Linked DNA regions of Mus musculus: all the other regions are linked to region 3. A link is a contact called in public Hi-C data. All regions are on one chromosome and are shown on one strand. The core of a region is the stretch at or near the end of the contact, and the rest is flanking DNA. Distances in the headings are between cores, read along the strand shown. Region 1 has its middle 38 kb from the start of Gm31977. Region 2 overlaps Homer1 (homer scaffolding protein 1). Region 3 overlaps Thbs4 (thrombospondin 4).

Region 1 (2,909 bases), core at 199-2,698, 810 kb before region 3:
TTTTAAGAGAGTAATATAGTAAATTGAGATATGTACTTGGCTTTCATATGCATCTGTCACTTCTCAGCCAAACTTAATGTCACCTCCCTTTGGAATTATGTTGGCTTCTGTTACTTTAAAGATCAAAACTTGCACAGACATGATAAAAAAGAATTTTTGCTTTGAAAGAGCACGCTATGAGTTCATTCTTTCAGTATCCACTGCTACCAGCTTACTCTGAATATTTTTAGCCTAAGCTGATTTTTCAATATTTATTTAATGTATGTAAATAACACATGTCCTTTCTGGCAATGCCATTTACATTCTGACAAAGCAATAACTCTGAGGGCCTGTTGTTGTCATTGGCGTCTCAAGGGTTTTGGGTCAAGTTACCCAGTGACTGTGGGCACCACCCTCATCCTACAGGACTCCTTATGAATAACACAAGCATAAAGACTCGTAATTACCTACAGCCAGCCAACCCTCTTTGAAGTTTCTAAAAGTACACTGCTCTGGGTGTTTGCCCACAGTTGTTTATTAGTTGGTCAGATTACAAAGCAAATCCTAATTTACTCAAAGCAAAGCAGCACCCTTTCATGTTTTAAGTCTGAGTTACAATATTACTAACTTAAACACAGAACAAGCACATAGAAACAATCTCTTTGCATGGGAAACAGCATCGTGAATGGATGCGAACATGTAACTACTTTTGTTTTAAGAGAATGGTTACTATGATCGAAATTGGTCCAATCCACCAAAGGAAAAGATACTATTTCTCTGGTAAGGTATGCTGCGCATTTTAACGATGTGACTCAGTGTTCACAGCAAATGGCTCATCTTAAGATGGGCGAGGGAGGGGTCAAGAATGTGGAAACACACCTGTAATTCCAGCACTTAGGAAGTAGAGGTAGTTGTTGTTCGGGGTTATCCTCAGCTACAAGAGCATCTAAGGCCACTCGGGCTACATGTGATGCTGTCTCAAAACAAAACAACAGCATAAAGTTGTTGAATAAAAATATTTTGGGACGCTGTTCAGCATTGTTGACTGCCCCTCCAACTCCTCACTGTATCACGTCTTAAACCTACTTTTGTTTTGAAAGCCTTTGTCTGGACTACTTGTTGACTCTATATCTTTAATTATGTGCATTTGTGTGTGTGCTGGAGACAGGGTATGTGCACATGAATACAGATGTCCTCAGAGGTCTGAAAAAGGGCATCAAACCCTCTGCACCTGGAGTTACAAGTGATTATAACTCTAGTCCTCTGCAAAAATAATATAGAATCCTAACTCCTGAGCCATCTCTCCAGATCTACATTCTATTTTTATATAAGAAATTTGCTCACAATTTGATATAAAACATCCCATGCTTATTTTCATCTATCTCCATAGTAACTACACATTAACAGCCCTGGGAAACATTAGACCAGGACAAAAGCATATACCAAGAAGCAACTGTTTCCTAGGCACTGACTCTCTGAGCCAGTCTGGTACACGTGACAGCCAGATGCACTTTTCAGTTCATCGTAACAGAATCAACTGTACTGTCCCCATCAGCCCCAAAGAAGTGATATGGCGTCTGTGTGAAATGATGTACTATCCATCTTGTGCAAAATCCATAGTGATAAAAACAAAGTTAAGGATTAGAAGATGGCTCAGCCTGTCACAAAAGCACATGGACCTGAGTTCAGATCCCCGGTCCCCACATAAAATCCTAGGGATAGTGGTCACATCTATACTCTCACTGCTAGGAAACTTGCATCAGGAGGAGAATTCCTGGGGCTTAGAGCCAGCCCAATGGAATCAGTGAGCTCCAGGTTCCGTGAGAACTCTGTCTCACAAAAGAAAAAGAGGGTCAGTAATATGTCTCAACAGGGAAAGGCTCTTGGGCCAAACCTGACAACCTGAGTTTGATCCCCAAAAGCCACATGGAAGAAGGGGGTGCACTCCCTCAAGTTGTACTGTGATCTCCATATGGCACATGGGCAGTTTACTTACCCTCTCTATCACCAGCTCCCAACAGGATAGCTAGAAGATAGATAGATAGATAGATAGATAGATAGATAGATAGATAGATAGATAGCTCTGGGTGTGGTGGAATATACCTTTAACCCCAGCACTTAGCAGCTAGAGATGGATCTCTACTATTTCAAGGCCAGCCTGGTCTACACAGCAAGTTACAGGACAGCCAGGGTTACATAGAGAGACCTTGTCTCAAAAAGAAAGAGAGAGAGAGAGAGAGAGAGGAAGAAGAAGAAAGAGAGAGAGAGACAGAAAGAAAGAAAGAAAGAAAGAAAGAAAGAAAGAAAGAGAGAGAGAGAGAGAGAGAGAGAAAGAAAGAAAAAAGAAAGAGAGAGAGAGAACAAGAGACAGACAGAAGGAAGGAAGGAAGGAAGGAAGGAAGGAAGGAAGGAAGGAAGGAAAGAGGGCTGGAGCGATGGCTCAGTGATTAAGATCACTGACTACTCTCCCAGAGGTCCTGAGTTCATATCCTAGCCACCACATGGTGGCCACAACCATCTATAAAAAGACCTGATTCTTTCGTCTTCTGGTGTCTGAAGACAGCTACAGTGTACTTTCATATGATAAATAAAATCTTTAAAAAAAAAAAGAAAGAAAAGAAAGGAAAGAAAGAAAGAGAAAGGAAGAAAAAGAAAAGAAAGGAAAACGAAAAACAAAACAAAACTAAAAATACATAAATAAAAAGTAAGGCGAAGGGACTGGAGAGGCAGATCAGCAGTTAAAAGCACTGCTACTAAGCCAGGCGGTGGTGGCGCACGCCTTTAATCCCAGCACTTGGGAGGCAGAGGCAGGCAGATTTCTGAGTTCAAGGCCAGCCTGGTCTGCAAAGTGAGTTCCAGGACAGCCTGGTCTATACAGAGAAATCCTGCCTCGAAAATAATAATAATAATAATAATAATAATAATAATAA
Region 2 (2,736 bases), core at 82-2,581, 650 kb before region 3:
GGAATCCAATGCCATCTTCTGGCCTCCACAGGCATTGCATGCATGTGGTACATAAATATGCATGTTGACAAAACATTCATACACATAGAAATAAAGATGTAAATGAAGGAATTCTGCTGTTTGCATTAGGAATACTTTTTTCTCCATATTATTTTTTTTCACAATATTTTCAAAAATGGAAGCGTTTAGAGCCAGCAAGATGCTCACCAGATAAAGATTCTTGTTTCCAAAACTCACAACCTGGGTATAGTATTGCACACCAGTACTAGGGAAGCAGAGGCAGATAGATCTCTGTGAGACCAAGGTTAGCCTGGTCTACAGAGTGAGTTTCAGGACACCCATAGCTACATAGTGAGACCTTGACTCATTCACTCACATACACATACACCATACACACATAGTGGAAATTTACAATCCACTGTGGCAAACACATAATAAATATATAAATGTAATTAAAACATTGAAGTCTTGAGAAAAAGATTTGGGTAAACTGATTTGAAAACATTAAATAAAGTAACAATTGGCCGGGCAGTGGTGGCGCACGCCTTTAATACCAGCACTCAGGAGGCAGAGGCAGCCTGAGTTCGAGGCCAGCCTGGTCTACAGAGTGAGTTCCAGGACAGCCAGGGCTATACAGAGAAACCCTGTCTCAAAAAACCAAAAAAAAAAAAAAAGAAAAGTAACAATTGATAATCCTCATCATAACCATGTGATCTGACATTATAGCATGCTTAGATGAGCTCCAATGTGTAGAAGAATCAAGAGGGAAACAGCACAGCTACAGTTTATAACTTAAGAGTCTAACAGCCCAGTACAATCTCAAAGTGTTTGCTACTTGATGTTAGCCACTTCAACGTTAGTCTTGCATGTTTTTAATCAATCTTCGAATAATCTGCAAAGTGAAGACATCTAATAAAAAATTTGAAATTAATAGTAATAAATTTAGAAGCTAAATCCATAGAGGCTGTAAACTATTAGAGAGGAAGAAGTCCTGTGATCAAATGTGAAAATTGCACTCATGACTGCAGAGTGTTCTTTTGCATTTCAACAAGCTTAAGGATTGAATGTTTCCAGCTACAGAAATAGACTGAACGTCACTCCTCATCATGTCCAGCTCACAGCCACTGCCCAGTTTGCCCTCTACAGCGTCCCTTAGAAATGAAAGGCCCCTTGTTCTCTTCTCCACCCAATGTAACATCCAAACATTTTAAATGGAACCTCACAAAACACTATTTCTTCAGTTGTTTAAAGCCGCACTATACTCTTTAGATGAATGTCCTACTCCAAGACAGGCCTCTGTAGGAAATGTACTAGTTAGGTAACATAGCAGCACTCACACTATACAGATGGCTGTGACCTATTTTTAGATGGGGAGAATATGTTCTAGGTAAGAATAGATAACCTAGAGAGTAGGGGCCAAGTAGTGTGACTGAAGTGACAGCCAGCACTCGCCAGTCTCCTTCTGGCCTTTGCTGCTCTCCCCGGGCTTGCCTTCTACCATTGCTTTTGTCAGTTAATTTCCTCATCTTTAAGGCACACGAGGGCCACCAATTTCATGCTGCACATGAAAAAAAATAATAGAACAGAATCTCAAATTCCTTTGTTAAGAGACTCAAAATAGATTTTTTTTTTAAATTACATATTAAAACTATAGCCAATGGGACCGGCTATACTAATTTTCACTACATTTAAATCCTACACCATTCAATCTAAATAAAAGCCATACAAAAATTGTCTTGACATCTGCCTCGCAGATTATACTTAAGATATCAAGTATGCACTTAAGATATATCTTATAATAGACTATGAACATTTACACATATCAGGATATTTCAATCGACAAGAGAAGCGTCAATAACTCATATCTACACAGCAGTAAAAGAAATGTATGTATTTTGAAGACGTTATCTAACAATTAGTTGTTGGGCAGATGCAGTAGACACTAGGGATAAGTTATTCAGCATGAGTAAAATGGTCTTTACTTAATGATGTCTAGAAAGAAGATATTGGCAATAAAAAAGTAGAAGCTGTTTCTGAGTGGACAAAGTAGTAAGTGTTTGTACACTGACATCTGCCAGCTATCCTCCACAAACCACAGGAACATGCACTGAGAATAAAGTTGTGCAAATGTCAGGACTTCAACTTTACTGAAGACAGAGAACACCACAAGCATCAGAGATTGTAACAGTGTCTGCAGGTCTGTTTCTGGGTCACAGAGAGAGTGTGGGGCTGGCACAGAGAAAGACCTCTGCGACTGCCTAACCCTAAAACAAGAGCTGGGCTGGACAGAACAGATCTGCATTTGAGGGATAACCCCATGAAACTTGTGAGGCAGTCTTGCAAAGCCTCTTCAGAAGAGAATAAAAGACAAGGAGTCTCTAGGAACAACGAAGGGCAAACGAAACAAGACAAAAAGTTAAGCTCTTGTTATATAAAGGAAAATTAAAACAGTGAAACACACACAACCTATCTCCTACTGCTCCTCGGAAGAGGGTGTTTTGAACTATGAGTTTATAAATCACCTTAAACTGTCATTCTGTCCACAAAAATGCAAAGATACAGGACTCATTTATAAGCACAATCAATAGAAAATACTAAAAACTCAGTAAAACGAAAAAAATTCTTGAAACCAACTATGAAGCAGAAAAAATTCTTAATATAATATTCCATGTTGAATTAAAGTTTATATAAAATTATTCAAAAAGGAGCTTGAATTGTGCACCCAAAACTAGGGAC
Region 3 (2,700 bases), core at 173-2,672:
TCGAACAGAACGGCATGCTCAGGCACTTCTTGGTTTACCCTGGGGAATTAATTGGGGAGTTTAACTTAAAATCAATGCAGAAGAAAATGATGCTCGGGCTGGAGAGATGGCTCAGTGGGTAAGAGCACTGACTGCTCTTCCAAAGGTCCCGAGTTCAAATCCCAGCAACCACATGGTGGCTCACAACCATCTGCAATGAGATCTGATGCCCTCTTCTGGTGTGTCTGAAGACAGCTACAGTGTACTCATATATAATAATAAATAAATCTTAAAAAAAAAAAAGAAAATGATGCTCAGGGTAAAACGCCATTGCCTCTCCGAGGCGAGGCGCAGCTCACCTTCCCCATGACACTCCACAAGGGTACAGAGCACAGGGCAAGCTTTGGCTAACTCACTCCGGGGTATTGAAGGCTGGCATCCAGGGGCTTCTGTCCCTCAGTGCTACTATGACAACTGAAATTGCCCCCACAACTGCCTAAAGCTACTGATCAAGGCTCTGAGAGTCCACCAGTGAAATCAGCTAGACCAAAGAAGAAAGCGCAGGGCTTCTAGGTACAGTATCCAGAGAAAATAACTCACAAGACAGTGAAGCCACAAAACCACTTGTCCGTGATGTCAAGCTATTTTGTTTTAATTCACCAGCAAGTACCGATCCAGGAACTATGCACCTGACACCATGCTGGGCCTGTTAAAAACCAAGTTAGGGAGCCGTGGACTCTTGGTTCCTGTCCTGGGGAACTTCTAACCTCACTGGGGAGGGACCAACTAGAGTTAGTGGAAAACAACATGTCTGAATAAAGAGGTAAGTACAAGAGTCGGAAGTGGCACCATGTTCCTCACCGTGGACACCTGTGCTCTCTGCAGGGTGCGCTTTTATGAAGGCTCGGAGTTGGTGGCTGACTCTGGGGTCACCATAGACACCACCATGCGTGGAGGCCGACTTGGTGTGTTCTGCTTCTCTCAAGAAAACATCATCTGGTCCAACCTCAAGTACCGCTGCAACGGTAACCTTCATGCTGAGTGCCCCTCAACAGCACAGGGGAGCAACCAAGAAATCTTATTTCTATAACATGCATCCTCCCACCCCGCCCCCCCCCCCCGCCCCAAAGCCTCACCACCACGTGCGTGATGGTGATGTACCCTGCATAACATAAGAGGAAGGCAGAGCCAGGCTTTCCTGCTTCCCAAATCTGAAAATTGAAACCCATAGAATTTAACTGCATGTTTTAGAGTTAGGGGTTCGGTGAGAAATTCCGTCAGTTTAATTTACAGGCAGCCTTTCTTTTTCATTAGACTCAAACATAATCACAGACTAAAAAGGCACTCTGCCTGCTAATTTTCCCTAGGCCTATGAATAAGCCCTGCTGGGCTTTAAGCCAAGGATTTGCAACAAAGCAACCTGAAGTAGAAAATGGCTGCGAGCCTGTGGGAGTCTCAGGCGAGCTGACAGCGCCCCCTACAGGAGGCCTGGGCGGCATGTGGTGGCCATGATTCCAGCCTGGAAGGATCCTCATTAACTAACTACCACCCCGATTCTTGTTGCAGACACCATACCAGAGGACTTCCAGGAGTTCCAGACCCAGAGTTTCGACCGCTTGGATAATTGAGCCAAGAAGCAATCCCACAACTGCCTTCTCAAACACCAAAAGCAACATCTTTTTTAAAACTTCCTATAATTCTCTTTATATTATCATGGCTTTTCTTTTACCAGCCCAAATACGTCAAAACTTTTTATATGAATGTGGAAATAAAGAAGAGACTATTTCTAATAACCATGGTGCTCAGTCGTTTCTAATGGAAGCTCAGGCTTTGGTGATGTGTGTTGTTTTCTGAGGAATCCTTGATAAACTTACCAGATTGGTTTTATTCCCCCACCCCCACCCCCTTGAGTATGTACTGTGTGCCACGGAGCACGGGTATGAACCGGACAGCCAAACCAAAGGTCATTTCTGGGGTGACCCTATTTAGTGCCATGCTAAAGCCTGCTTTCTGTTCACACAGACTCCTCATTCTTGGAATGTAGTCTCCAGGGAAGCCCCCCACCCCCACCCCAGGCTTCGGGAGGAGGTGACATCCTGAGAAACCTGAACTAAGCTTGCCTTGTTCTTCTGACACCCTTCCCTCAGCCTTTCTGTCACCTCCTTCCACAGACACTTACGGATTTGGCTCCCCCTAGCGTCCTGTGAGTCAAATGGAAGAAAACAGATCTTGTCATTCTATGTCTGTCACTGTATTCAGATCCCACAGTACCAGGCAGGAAGCAAACAGCCAGTAAGCATTCGCTGGGCAGTGAAGGGAGAGTGGCTGCCTTTGAGGTAACAAAAACAGTGGGATGTAGGGTCTGGTGACAATGACAGTAGAGCCAGTCACCATGTGTACAGGGCAGAAGCTTTCTGCAGCTGTGTACTAGCCGATACTTTCCAGTAGTCAATCAAGATACCCAGAAATTTTATAAATCCCCTTGAGATTTAATTCTAAAGAAGTTTGGCAATTTATTTTATTATTATTTTATGGTTTTAGATGGGTTCTCATATAAACCAGACTGGTCCCAAACTCTCTGTGTGACCAAAGATCACCGTGAGCTTCTGGTCCTCCTGCCCCGACTTCTTCATACTAGGTTTAAAGGTATGCATCATACCTGGTTTCGTGTCCTGCTAGGTATTGAATTCTAGGCATACTAAACCAGCTGAGCCTCAACCA

What was found. Hi-C and Micro-C count contacts between places; a contact is called where the count stands out from the background.
Region 1: a Hi-C map of cortical neurons shows a contact between it and region 3, with 2.4 times the contacts expected there. The contact joins two enhancer-like sites. A contact is called at or near these places in 1 of 15 datasets of contacts at CTCF or cohesin (large pre-B cells) and 2 of 484 Hi-C or Micro-C datasets (the Ba/F3 cell line and cortical neurons).
Region 2: a contact with region 3 is called in a Hi-C map of cerebral cortex, with 7 times the contacts expected there. The contact joins two enhancer-like sites. A contact is called at or near these places in 3 of 484 Hi-C or Micro-C datasets (cerebral cortex and cortical neurons) and 1 of 115 datasets of contacts at active chromatin or transcription factors (neural progenitor cells).

What each region holds. Positions count from the first base shown.
Region 1 is chr13:93,559,035-93,561,943 of GRCm38.p6, reverse strand. No RefSeq gene overlaps it. Among named protein-coding and RNA genes, the nearest start is that of Gm31977, 38 kb to the left of the region's middle. Within about 2 kb of position 1,448, at least 2 of the 459 cell types and tissues checked have an H3K27ac peak or open chromatin away from gene starts, as enhancers often do. A contact at or near this core is called in cortical neurons, where this site is marked.
Region 2 is chr13:93,398,491-93,401,226 of GRCm38.p6, reverse strand. All of the region lies in intron 9 of Homer1 (homer scaffolding protein 1), which reads right to left. Among named protein-coding and RNA genes, the nearest start is that of Gm6109, 49 kb to the left of the region's middle. Within about 2 kb of position 1,331, at least 29 of the 459 cell types and tissues checked have an H3K27ac peak or open chromatin away from gene starts, as enhancers often do. A contact at or near this core is called in cerebral cortex and cortical neurons, where this site is marked.
Region 3 is chr13:92,750,658-92,753,357 of GRCm38.p6, reverse strand. It overlaps Thbs4 (thrombospondin 4), which reads left to right. Exons shown (of 22, transcript NM_011582.3): 21 at 865-1,004; 22 at 1,546-1,772. The coding sequence ends at 1,607. Among named protein-coding and RNA genes, the nearest start is that of Thbs4, 43 kb to the left of the region's middle. Within about 2 kb of position 1,422, at least 55 of the 459 cell types and tissues checked have an H3K27ac peak or open chromatin away from gene starts, as enhancers often do. A contact at or near this core is called in cerebral cortex and cortical neurons, where this site is marked.